Linked DNA regions of Arachis hypogaea: region 1 is linked to region 2. A link is a contact called in public Hi-C data. All regions are on one chromosome and are shown on one strand. Each heading gives the region's core, a stretch centred on a gene start, on an enhancer-like site or on the middle of the called end of the contact. The rest is flanking DNA. Distances are from core to core; before and after follow the strand shown.

What was found. Hi-C and Micro-C count contacts between places; a contact is called where the count stands out from the background.
Region 1: a contact with region 2 is called in a Hi-C map of leaf, with 1.9 times the contacts expected there. The contact joins the promoter of LOC112783355 here to the enhancer-like site in region 2. A contact is called at or near these places in 3 of 8 Hi-C or Micro-C datasets (leaf and an unstated tissue).

The regions. Positions count from the first base shown.
Region 1 is chr20:46,497,412-46,503,803 of arahy.Tifrunner.gnm2.J5K5, forward strand. LOC112783355 (transcription factor HHO2) reads left to right here and starts at 2,186. Exons shown (of 5, transcript XM_025826279.3): 1 at 2,186-2,841; 2 at 2,937-3,268; 3 at 3,368-3,791; 4 at 4,253-4,329; 5 at 4,731-5,326. The coding sequence starts at 2,589. The coding sequence ends at 5,042.
Region 2 is chr20:46,304,540-46,310,314 of arahy.Tifrunner.gnm2.J5K5, forward strand. No RefSeq gene overlaps it. Among protein-coding and RNA genes, the nearest start is that of LOC112783996, 14 kb to the left of the region's middle. Within about 2 kb of position 3,777, at least 2 of the 3 cell types and tissues checked have open chromatin away from gene starts, as enhancers often do.

The DNA.
Region 1 (6,392 bases), core at 936-3,435, 190 kb after region 2:
CCTATAAACATAAGGTCCAATCTAGTAATTATATAAACAAAATTAAAATACATCAAATTAAAATAAAACATTCTAAAAATGTAAAATAATATCTTCTAAATAACACTTGAACTCTTCATATCACGAACATTTGAAGCACGTATCACAACTAGTGCAAAAATTATAATAACTCATTATATAAGTGATTACTTCTTATATATATTGAGTCCTGACTTTGCCACCGTATTTACCTAGCATCATTTTTCTCATCTATCACACATCTTTTTTATTTTTCGCATAACCCGAATGATCTCTTAACCTTGTATAGCAATATTTTGGAAATAGGGCTTTATAGTAGAGAAATTATTTCTTTAAAAATTTTCCTCCCATTTACTTTTATTTTTATTATCTATCTACTTCACAATATTTTCATGAAATATTTTAATAAAGTCACATTTTTCAATCCCAAAGTGTAGAACGTCCCCAGACCCCAATAATCTGGATTATTGCTTCCTAATATTGCTATTATTGAGTATTAACTCTCCAGATGGTCGTGATTATAGTGGATGTTTTTGTAGATGCAATGTTTCTGCATACAATGTTGCAGTGAAAGTTGCTAGATAGAGGCTGATATATTTCGAGTATAATCCACTTTATTATACATATATTTGAACTACTCTAATCAAACTAATAAAATTGTGATAAAAAAATAATATTTTTTCTTTCGTATTTTTTATTGACTCCTTAAAATTTGTAAATTTCACGTTGTTTTTTAGAAGGAATATTTTTTTGTTAAAGACTACTCTTTTGAAGAAGAGTTCAATTAAAAGGAATCTAAAATTTTCTAACAAATAGGAGCTATATATATATATTTCTAATTCTAAACTTTAATTATAAATTCTAAATCTAACCTTCTAACTCTAATCTTCTAAAAATGAAATTTAAAAAGACAATTTTATAATAAAAATTAATTTTTTATATGATTTAATTTAAATTATTTGGTCTAAATCTAAATCTTTACGTGATAATAATTTGAAAGTTTTTAAAACAAATTTCATAGACTAAACTAAATATAATTGGCATATATGATGAAACTATATATATCACAATGAATTTTAACTTTACTGGAGAGCATTGATTATTCGAATGTTGGAAAATAAATCAAAATAAAAAAAAATTAAAAGAAGCAAAAAGCATGGTTAATTTAATCGGATTAATCGATAACTAATTATTAAACTGGTTTGAGTTAGGTAAAAAATCAGTTGATACCGAATTGGTCAAAATGATAAAAAAAATTGATTAACCAACTGAACCGATATAATTTTAACACTTAATCGATTTAAAATAATAAAAAAAATATTTTTTAAAAAATATATTTTATACATAAATATATTATTTTATTATATATAAATACTAAAATTTTTAAATTTCTAATTCTATTGATTTAATACTCGGTCTATTTTCGGTACTTTGGCTAAAAAAATATTAAGAACAAAACTCAAATTTACAGTATCTATAAGAATTGGAAAAAAAAACCTTCGTTTTTCCTTCAATAATCTATAACTTTGAGTAGAATAAGTCTTTTACACAGTTTATTTAATTAAAAATTAACCAAAACTAGAAAATTGCCATATTTACAATTCTACTCAGCTTGGTCGTAATGGTTTATAGATAGTAGGCAGCTCATAGTCAAAACTGACAGATGCATGAAGCAGCATTATTATTGTGGCAAAATTTAAGTGCAAGATGTGAGAAACAAAATCATAAGTCAAAATCATGCCAAAAGTAATTTCTCTGAAATTAGTCTTCATAGGAAATATATATACTCCTATAAATTCTCTTACTGTAATTTATATTAGTTATTTAATAAAATCAAGTAAGAATAGTACTAGTCAAAGTACCCGTACATTAATTATCCAGAATATTACTTCATTACAAATATAACCCCAGTAATTAAGTAGAATTTGATTAGAGTGACAAGATAAGCTCCCTGATTCTTAACACGAGTAGTTTAGTCAAATAATGCATGAATAAGAAAACAGTAAGTAATGGAAAAAAAAAAAAAAACAATATGAATGAGGTTTAGAGAGTGGGAACAGTGATCAATAGGATGAAATACGCGAGGACCCGAAAGTGACTTTTTCTTTTTTATTTAAAAAAAATAAAAAAATAAGAATAAACCTCCGTGGATGCTTTCCTTTTCTCTTTCTCTTTCATTGTTTCTTGTTTGCGCAGAATCTTCGCGTTTCTGAAAATTTGCCTTCCTTCCAATCCAACCCACTTACTCCTTTTTCTTTATCAAAATAAAAGTATTATTTCATTAGTATATATATAAAATTCACATTCACATTCACAATCACATAACATAATTATTATTTATTAATAATTAATAATAATAATAAAATAAGAAGAAGAATAATCTGTCGCAGAATAACACAAAAAACACACAGAGTCATTCAATATTTATTCCATTCCCATTTCCCCAACTTCTCCTCGCTCGCCATTTCCCTTTCTTTCCCTGTCTCTGAAACTCTCATCAATTAAACGATCTGAATTGAATTCCAACCGCAAACAGAGAAGAAGAAGAAGAAGAAGAAGATCGAATTAGAATGGGTTCGGTTCCTGCAGAACTGAGCTTAGACATTAGACCACCAACGCCACCACCCCCACCACCACCGTCAACACCAAGTTTCATTCCCAAAACCATAACTGATTTCCTCTCCGCGCTTTCAACCACGGGAATCACCGCATCTGAGAAGCAATCCAGGATCAACGATTTCCTCTCTCACTTGGAAGACGAATACAACAAGATCCACGCCTTCAAGCGCGAGCTTCCTCTCTCCATGCTCCTCCTCAGCGACGGTTCTTCCTCTTTCCTCCTTCGATTCTCCTCTTTCTTTGTCAGGCTTTTCATATTATTCATTTGTTTGTTTATTTCTTTCTTTGTTTGGTTGCAGCAATTGTGGCACTGAAAGAGGAATTGGAGAAATGCAGTGAAGGTGAGCGTAAATCTGAGCCAGTGCTGGAAGTGTTCATTCCTTTGAAGAGAGAGTTCGATCATAGCGAAGACGATGAAGAACATAATAATAATAATAATAATGATAATAACAACAACAATAACAATATTCGGCAGGAGAAAGAATGCAGAGATAAGATGAGTTGGATGAGTTCCGTTCAGCTCTGGAACGCTTCTTCTTCAACCACACTTAACAATAATAATAATAATAATGCCTTTGATAATAATCACAAACACCATCACCAAAATCATCATCATAAATTCGGAACAAAGGTAAATAAACAGTAATAAAATAACTTAAAATTCACGCACACTGTTTTTTTAGGCCTAGTGAGTGATCTTAACATAGAGTTGTTTGTGTTGTGTTAACAGAAGAATCAGGAATTTGTGGTTGAGAATCCTTTTCAATCTCATAGCAATGTTAGAAATAATGGAGGAAGAGGGTTTATGCCTTTTACTTCATACACTTCTTGTTCAGTGCCGGTCACTACTGTGGCGCTCTCTGCAACCAAAGAAGAGAAGGAAGATATTGGTGCTATTAATAGGCTTCCTCTGTTGACCCCTGCTGCTGCTGGTGGTGGAGTGAAGACTCTCAGGGAAGGTTCTGGTTCGAGTGGATCCAGAACCAGCTCCAACAACAGGCCGGTTTCCACGTCTTCTCCTCCGGCGGCTGCCCACCGCACTGCCATGATGCCTCTTCAGCCTCAGCAGACTGCTAGGAAACAGAGGAGGTGCTGGTCCCCGGAGCTGCACCGACGATTTGTCAATGCGTTGCAAAAGCTTGGTGGTTCTCAAGGTTAGTCGTGAATTGGTGATGATCAATCAGTATTTAATTTTTCATTGTTAGATATAGTAGTACTATTGTTTGTGAATTGTGATCTATGATTGATTTGCTTGAATTAGGAATGTTGTTATTGTGTTACTTTAATTTTGGTAATGAAGTGGAAGACTCTTAAATATTGTACTGATTTGGAAACTGCATTTAAAAGCCTTTTAAGTTTGGGGAGTTGATGCTACAATTTATATACGAATTTGATGTGTTGGATTTATGAGTGAAACTGTGACTTAGATTGAAGTTAGATCAGGCAACAGATATATATGGGAATTTTGTGTGATTACGTATGTTTATATATAGATCATATTATATCATTTATATATGTCAATCTATGTAAACGCAAATTTGTAGCTCTTAATCGTATAAAATCTTGTGTGGTTGATTTGTCTGATTTAAGGTTTTCTGGGTTCTGTATATTTCAGTGGCAACACCAAAGCAGATTAGAGAACTCATGCAGGTTGATGGACTCACAAACGATGAAGTGAAGAGCCATTTACAAGTGAGTTCTTGCTATTCCAATTTTTTTCTTTGTCTATTTTTGTTTTGGGGATGAGGCAATTATGGGAAAAAAGCAACTAAACCTTACATCACTTGGGTCCTGTTTGGTAACTCTGATAACATACTTAAAGAGAGATACTAGAAAACACAAACCTGTTTGAAAAACGAGACAAAAAAAAGGCATGATGTCTTTCTTTGGGAACAAAAATAGAGAGAACTTTTCTGTCTTGTTTCTGTTTTCTTTGTATTTTCTGTCTTGAGACCCTTATCAAATACAATCTAAGTTAATAGGTCAAGTGCAGTCCGTTACATATATCAAACGATATTGCAGCTTCCTATGATGTGAGAAAGTCTGGATTGGATGTTAATGTGCTGTTTCTTTTATGACTACTATTATTGCAGAAATACCGGCTTCATACAAGAAGAGTTCCATCTGGAAGTGGTAACCATAGTCATAATCATAATCAATCTGTCGTAGTTCTTGGAGGATTGTGGATGTCACAAGGGCAAGATCAGTGCAATGACTCATCAAAGGGTAGTAGCTCTGGTTCGGGTTCGCCGCAGAGCCCCCTGCATTTAGCCACCAGATCTCGGGGAGGAATGTCCCCGGCTGAGGCTGATGACAGCATGGAAGATGATGAAGATGCAAAATCAGAAAGCTATAGTTGGAAAAGCCACACTCATCACAAACAAGTAAAAGTTGTTGATGTATAGGAAAAAAGTATACAAAAAAAGAGGAAAAAATACTACTCTCCACCATGAATTTTGCAGATAAAAGTATACATGGGAGGAGGTGATTTTTACCACTATATAAGTTAAGAGAATAATACATGACATGATGATATATAAAAGGAAAAAAAAAAAGAAAAAGAAAAAGAGAAATGGGGAGGATCAACGGAGAGGCTATTCGAACATTTTTGAAGGCTTAGTTTTCCTTCTATACTACTACTGCTACTTGAGGTTTTATGAGACTACGAATTAAAAATCCTTTTCCTCCACATCAAGCAGTTCATTCTTTCCCAAACACCATATATTGGCATTCAATGATTTCAGGCCAAATATGTTGAGTTCAGGTTGTTATTGAAAATCAAATAGCACCTCCAATAGTTATTGGCTTTGGTTTTTGATAAGACGGCCTTGATTGATGATCAATTCAATTTGCTACTCTCCGAACCTTTTTATCCTTATCTCATAATATAGTCAAATTGTCAAGATAACTTTCCTTAAATAATTTATGGGGATGGAAAAGAGAGTCGAGGTTTACATTAAAATCAAGATATTTCGCCATCGATGTGACATTGTATTAATTGGCTTGACACAGAATTGGAGAACAAGTTACACGTGTACTCCAACCTCAATTTTAAATTTTTAGAAAAAAAAATGCTATTTTAATCCACATTTAGTGACACAAAAAGAGGATTTTTCAATATTTTTTTACTTGGAAAAAAAAGGAAATTCGCCTTATATAGTTCCGATTAATTTATTTATTTGCAAACCTGTTTATAATTGACAACTTTGAATTGTCGCTATATAGCATTAATGTTGTTATCATTATACAGTAAAATGGTTTTTAGCAAACGTTTTGCTAATGCCCTATTACCGTATATATTGTAGAAAGATGTAGACATGAACGAATGAAGCTGAAACCCAATATCTTAGTTGTGGATTAGATAGTATGACAAGCTAATTGAAAGCGCCTCCTATTTGTGTCTTTATCTCTAAGATACTCCATCAATACTACTCACTCATTGATGAGGGTGGTTGTTTATTTTTTTGTTTAGTAGTGTATATATTTAATGTTAATTACAGCGTCATTACTGAGGTTGACACTTATTAATAGTTAGCAGTGTCTCCAAATTCTTCCCACATAAAACTACTTAGGCGTGTTCACAGAACAGGGAGTAAGAGGAGAAACATTTAACGTGTGATTCAGTAATAATAATATTTATTTACTAATTACTTATTCTCGTATATTCTTAAACAATTCCACTAGCTTAGTGAGTGTACTAGAAGTCTTCGGAACAGGTTGTAAGATGGATCGGGAAACGATGGTCGGATCGTCTG
Region 2 (5,775 bases), core at 2,527-5,026:
TTTCTAAATAAAATACAAAGTTTCTAGATAAATAACAAAAGAAGAGATGTGGTCAATGAGTTATAACTCAAATGACAGTCTCTCAATATTTACCTAAGAGGTCGCGGGTTTGAGTCTTCCTATTTTCGGTAAAAAAAAAAAATAAAAACAAAAATAAAAGAAGAGATGTGTTGAGAAAAAAATTGTAGCAGAATTGTCTCAATTTTGTCATGTCGTCAATTCTGTTAATAGTATCCTTTAATAAATTTTGATTTTATCCTTTAATAATATAAATTTTTACGGTACATAGTTATTTAATTATTTTTCAATCACATTTAAGTAAATTGCACTTAATCACAACACTTTTATTTTTAATAAATTTATTTTTTATAATTTTATTCTTAAAAATTTTTACTTATCATGAAATGTTTGTAGAATGACTAGTACATAAACTTGTGAAAAAGAAAAAAACGGGTATGATACATATACAATAAAGTATAAATTGTAGGTTTTGTCTCTAATGTATCAAAATTCTTTAATATTTAATTTTGTTAAACTTTATTTTTAATTTTATCGTTCAATAATATCAATTTTTTTTCGGTAGATAATTATTCAATTATTTTTTTTAATTTTACTTTTAATCACATTATTTTTGTCTGAGTGAATTTATCTTTTATTAAAAGAAAATTAAAAAAATTAAGTAACTATTCGTCGGAAAAAAATTGAAATTATTGAAGAAAAGATTAAAATTTATTAAAAAGTTAAAAATAAAATTAAGCATTAAAAAAGTTCAGTATATTAGAGACAAAAAGATATAATTTATATTTTATTATACATGTACATACTCTTTCTTTTTCTTTTCGAAAATTTATATATTACTCATTCTACAAGTATGAGTAAAAATATTAAATTAGTAATGCAATTCATTCCGTTAAAATTCATTATCATTTTATTTGATTTTTGTAATTCTTTTAAGAGTAATGTATCGATTTTGTTTCCAACATTTTCGTCCTATTTAAGTTCTTAACGTTTCAAAATTATGTCAATTTTGTTCCACCGTCAATTCCGTTAACAGATCACTAACGGCAGGACAAGATTTAGATGATTTGGAAACGTTAGGAACTTAAATAGGACGATTTAAACGTTATGGACAACTTTGAGATCTATCCCAAACGTTAGGGACAAAAACGATACTTTACTCAATGTTTAAAATTACTCTGTTGGTTTCTATAGTTTTACCAAATTTGTAATTAGATTTTTATATTTTTTTAATTGGGTCTTTATATTGCTTTTAATTTTATAATTAGATCCTCTTCATTTTGAAAATGTTAAAATTAACGAAATATTCTTCCAAAAATACGTGGTTAAAGATCTAATTATATTCTTAATTGTGGATATCTTTAATTTGCGAAAAAATATTTAGTTAACTCTAATTTTTTTTACACTAAAAAAGACCTCATTATAAAATTAAAAACAACAAAGAGACCCAATTAAAAAAAAAATTATAAAAACTTAATTACAAACTTGGTAAAATTATAAAGAGTAAGAAAATAATTAAACCTATTATAAAATAGAAAAAAAAAGAACTTTGACTTTTTCGACTCTTTTAGGACACTTGGTTAGAAGCTTGATTGATCAATAACTTATTCATCTAGTACTATTTTTTAACAATTTTTATTTATAAAAAATATATATCAAATGATTATGTATTGATGTGAAATTTTATGATTTAGAACGTATAATTTTCTTACCCAACAGTGACTTTTATATAATGTTATTTCGGTGAAAAAAAAATTAATAATGTGATGTTTATTTAAACTTATACTAGTGTCATTTTTTTTTTTCTAATTCTTTATGAAACAATACAGTTGAATTGAATGTATGTGCCAAATTATTTTGAACGAATAGATATATCATATATGAACTTGTTATAAAATATTTGTATAAAATATTTGTATTTTTGCATATGCAATGTATTGAACTTTGAATTAATATCGTCCACCACTGTATTTAGGTGCAAATATTTATAACTAGCACCACCTATAAATATCAAAGATACCAAAACTACGGCTTTAGGGGTTAATTGATGGTCCATATAAAAAGTACTCATAGCACCATACTTTCTTGCCCTTTTTTCTTGGGTCGTGGAATGCTTCTATGCTTTGAAGATGTGTATAATTGTCAAACATTGAGCTTAATTTAGAGCTCATGTGAATGTGGTTGGCAGAAAATGCATGTAATGCCACCCCATTTGATAATTAAGACCGTTCATGATTTTATCAACTTAGGATTCAACATGTGGGTTGCATTTTCTGCCGTATGTTGAAGAAAAAGGGTTACCATAATAATAATGTTTCATAAGGTCATCTCCAATTTAACACGCATACTCACTCCCTTCCCCTATAAGGAGACTATCAAATACATCTCTACAAGTCAATCAAACAAAAGGAATGCTTGTTTAAGTATTTTATTTTACTTTAGTAGATTGTTTTTGACAAAGTTTACATTGTATTATTGCAACATCAGTTATTTGATTTACACTTAAAAAAATACATAATAGTACTAGCGAATAATAATATAATTCACAAGTAATAAGCCTCATTTTCTTTCTACAAAAAAATTTGATAAAATCTGGTAATATGCTTTTTTTGGTTTAAAACTGCCATAATCATCAGAACCGCCATTAAATACAAGTTAATTACAGAGACAATAAAAAATGTCATACTCTAATATAAATGTTATTTTAAATTCTTGAGTAAAGTATTGTTTTTGTCCCCTAACGTTTCAATCGTCTCATTTAAGTCCCTAACGTTTCAAAACTGACTCAATGTTGTCCTGCCGTTAGGGAGCCGTTAACAGAATTGACGGTGGGACAAAATTGAGACGATTTTGAAACGTTAAGGACTTAAATAGGACGAAAACGTTAGGGACAAAAATGATACATAGAAATAAATTTTAATTTTATCCTTCAATAATATCAATTTTTTACTATACATAGTATTCAATTATTTTTTAATCACATCTAAATAAATTACACTTAATCATATTACTTTCATTTTAAATAAATTAATTTTTTTTATAAATTTACTCTTAAAGATTTTTAGTTATCATGAAATATTTGTAGAATGACTAGTATATATACAATAAAATATAAATTATTCTTTTTGTCTCTAATTTATCAAAATTCTTTAAAAATATAAAAAACTAAATTTATTTAAAATAAAAATAATGTGATTAAGTGTAATTTATTTAGATGTAATTAAAAAATAATTGAATACTATGTATAGTAAAAAATTAATATTATTGAAAGATAAAATTATATTTTTATGTATCGTTTTTGTCCCTAACGTTTTCGTTCTATTTAAGTCCCTAACGTTTCAAAATCGTCTCAATTTTGTCCCGTCGTCAATTCTATTAACGGATCCCTAGCGGCAGGACAACGTTGAGTCAATTTTGAAACGCTAGGAACTTAAATAAGACGATTGAAATATTGGAGATAAAAATAATACTTTATTCTAAATTTTTTTTTGTAGCGTATATATGAGTGATGTCTGAAAATTAATATTTTTAAAACTGTTTATTGGGAAAAAAAATTAATAAAATAACTACTTTGATATTCTTTGAAAATTAGAGAATAAATTATCTTTTTTTATATCATAAATCTAATTGTATATGCAGTTAAAAATGTGTAAACTGTAAAATAAGTTTATTATAGAATAATACAAAAAAAAATAATCCTAAAATACACTATGAAAGAAGCCAAGGGGAGGAAGGGGGCGATGGTATTAGGATGAGGTTAAGAGAAAAAGAAAAGGACAAAATTAGGTACTGGACGAGACATTGTTGAGCTATTAAGATTAAGAATGAGAATCTTATTTAATTTAAAATGGAAGGTGGTGGTCCCTTTTTGCTCACCGCCGTTTGATATGCGGCGAACCGAATCCCCTTTTCTCTTCTGACTTACCTCTCTCATCATTCGCCACCGTCACCTTATTCTCTCTCTCTCTCATCCTTCATTCCTTTCTCTTTTTCTTCTCTCTATTTTTACTTAAAATTTATAATAATTAATTTTAATATATATATATAATATTTTGTATTTAAATATCAATACTTTTTAATAATTAATATGCATTTTTTGTTTTATTAATTAAAAATATTATAAATAAAAAATTAATTAATAATAAATCTATTTTTATATAAATATCAAGAATATTTAATGTACGTATAATATTATTGAATTATTCAAATATTTTTAAAATAAAAAAAAATTCTCTAGTTCAATTTGTCTATCAAATTTTAAAACATCTAAAATTGTGAGTATCTAGTTTCCTATTTTTAATGATTCACTTAATTTAATTACTATTTAAAAGTAATTCTATTTACTTGTAAAATTTTGCATAATTTTCAAATATTATATTATTTTTTATATGTGTGTTTTATTTTAATAGTTCTATATTAAAACTGTAGGATAGAGTTAAAGGTGGCAGGTAGACTATCTAATCCCGTCCTACCAAAAGCCCGTCCCGCTTTATTAAGTAAGAGAATTCTAAATTTTTATCTCTCCTCGTTTAATGACGGATTGGCGGGCTAAATCTGTCAATTTTTTTTAAAGAATTATTAAACTGTTAACTATTAAAAAATATATAATTTTACAAACATTTCAATAAAAAAATACTATCCAAAATAAATATAATTATCAAACTAAGTTTTTTGAAATTATAATTAAACCTAATTATAAAAAATTATAATTTTTAAATTCACAAATATTAAAGTCTTTATAATTCTAAATATCTAATAAACATAATCATTAATTAAATTTTTTGAAATAAAATAATGAAGCCAACATTGTCCAAAATAAAATTAATATGAGACTAGGTAATTTTTTGTCAAAATTAAAAAATATAGAATGATAAGTCCGCCAGACAAACTCGTCTCACCTACCAAAATCCATTAATTAAGTGGTGTGAGTTAGGTGGATATTTTTATTATAGCGGTCTCAAATTTATTATCCGACCTATTTTCTTAGTGTACTTCGCGATCCTACTTAAGGTGTCACAGACAAGATAGATCTTTCGAATAAAAAAGGATTGCTTCTCTGACTCTAATATTAGTGCCACAGAGACCTCACGCAATAGTTTTTAGCTCTTGTCATAATGTTCTCCCAATCTCCACTCTTCTTTTCCATTCCACTGATTAAGTTTCTTGTACAGATGTAGATTTTATTTCATTACATTTTTAATTAATGACTAGAATAGTACTGAAAGCTTATGTCATTGATAAAAAAAAACCTTAAAAAAAAAATAAATCATAGATAAATCTTAAACAAAATATACAAAAAAAAATTGCATTTAATAAATATTTTGTGTATTTGATTCAAACTTTTGTAAGAATATTTTAATAACTATTTTAATTGAGTACGAACATACTTTTTGGGGTATAAGACATTTTCCCTTTATTATTGATTTTGTAGGATATGTGAGGAGGTTGTAGAAGTGAAGCATGAATTGATTGAGCTGCAAAAGCATATCTCAGCTTAAGGTATTCTTGTACATGATTTAATGGCTAGTGTCAGCGGTAAATTGGAAGAGTGGAATAAGTCGAGGCACAATCCTGCTAAAATTCAATCATTGTCACAAAAGTCTATGCTGTTAGGCAATTATGTTGAGGGTTTAGATTTATGTCTTAATTGATTAATCTTTAAATTCAGGTGTTGTATTATGTGATTAGGTGATAAATTAGCTTTTACATATATTTTGGATGGACTAAAATTATTTGAATTATGTTATTTGATTAATG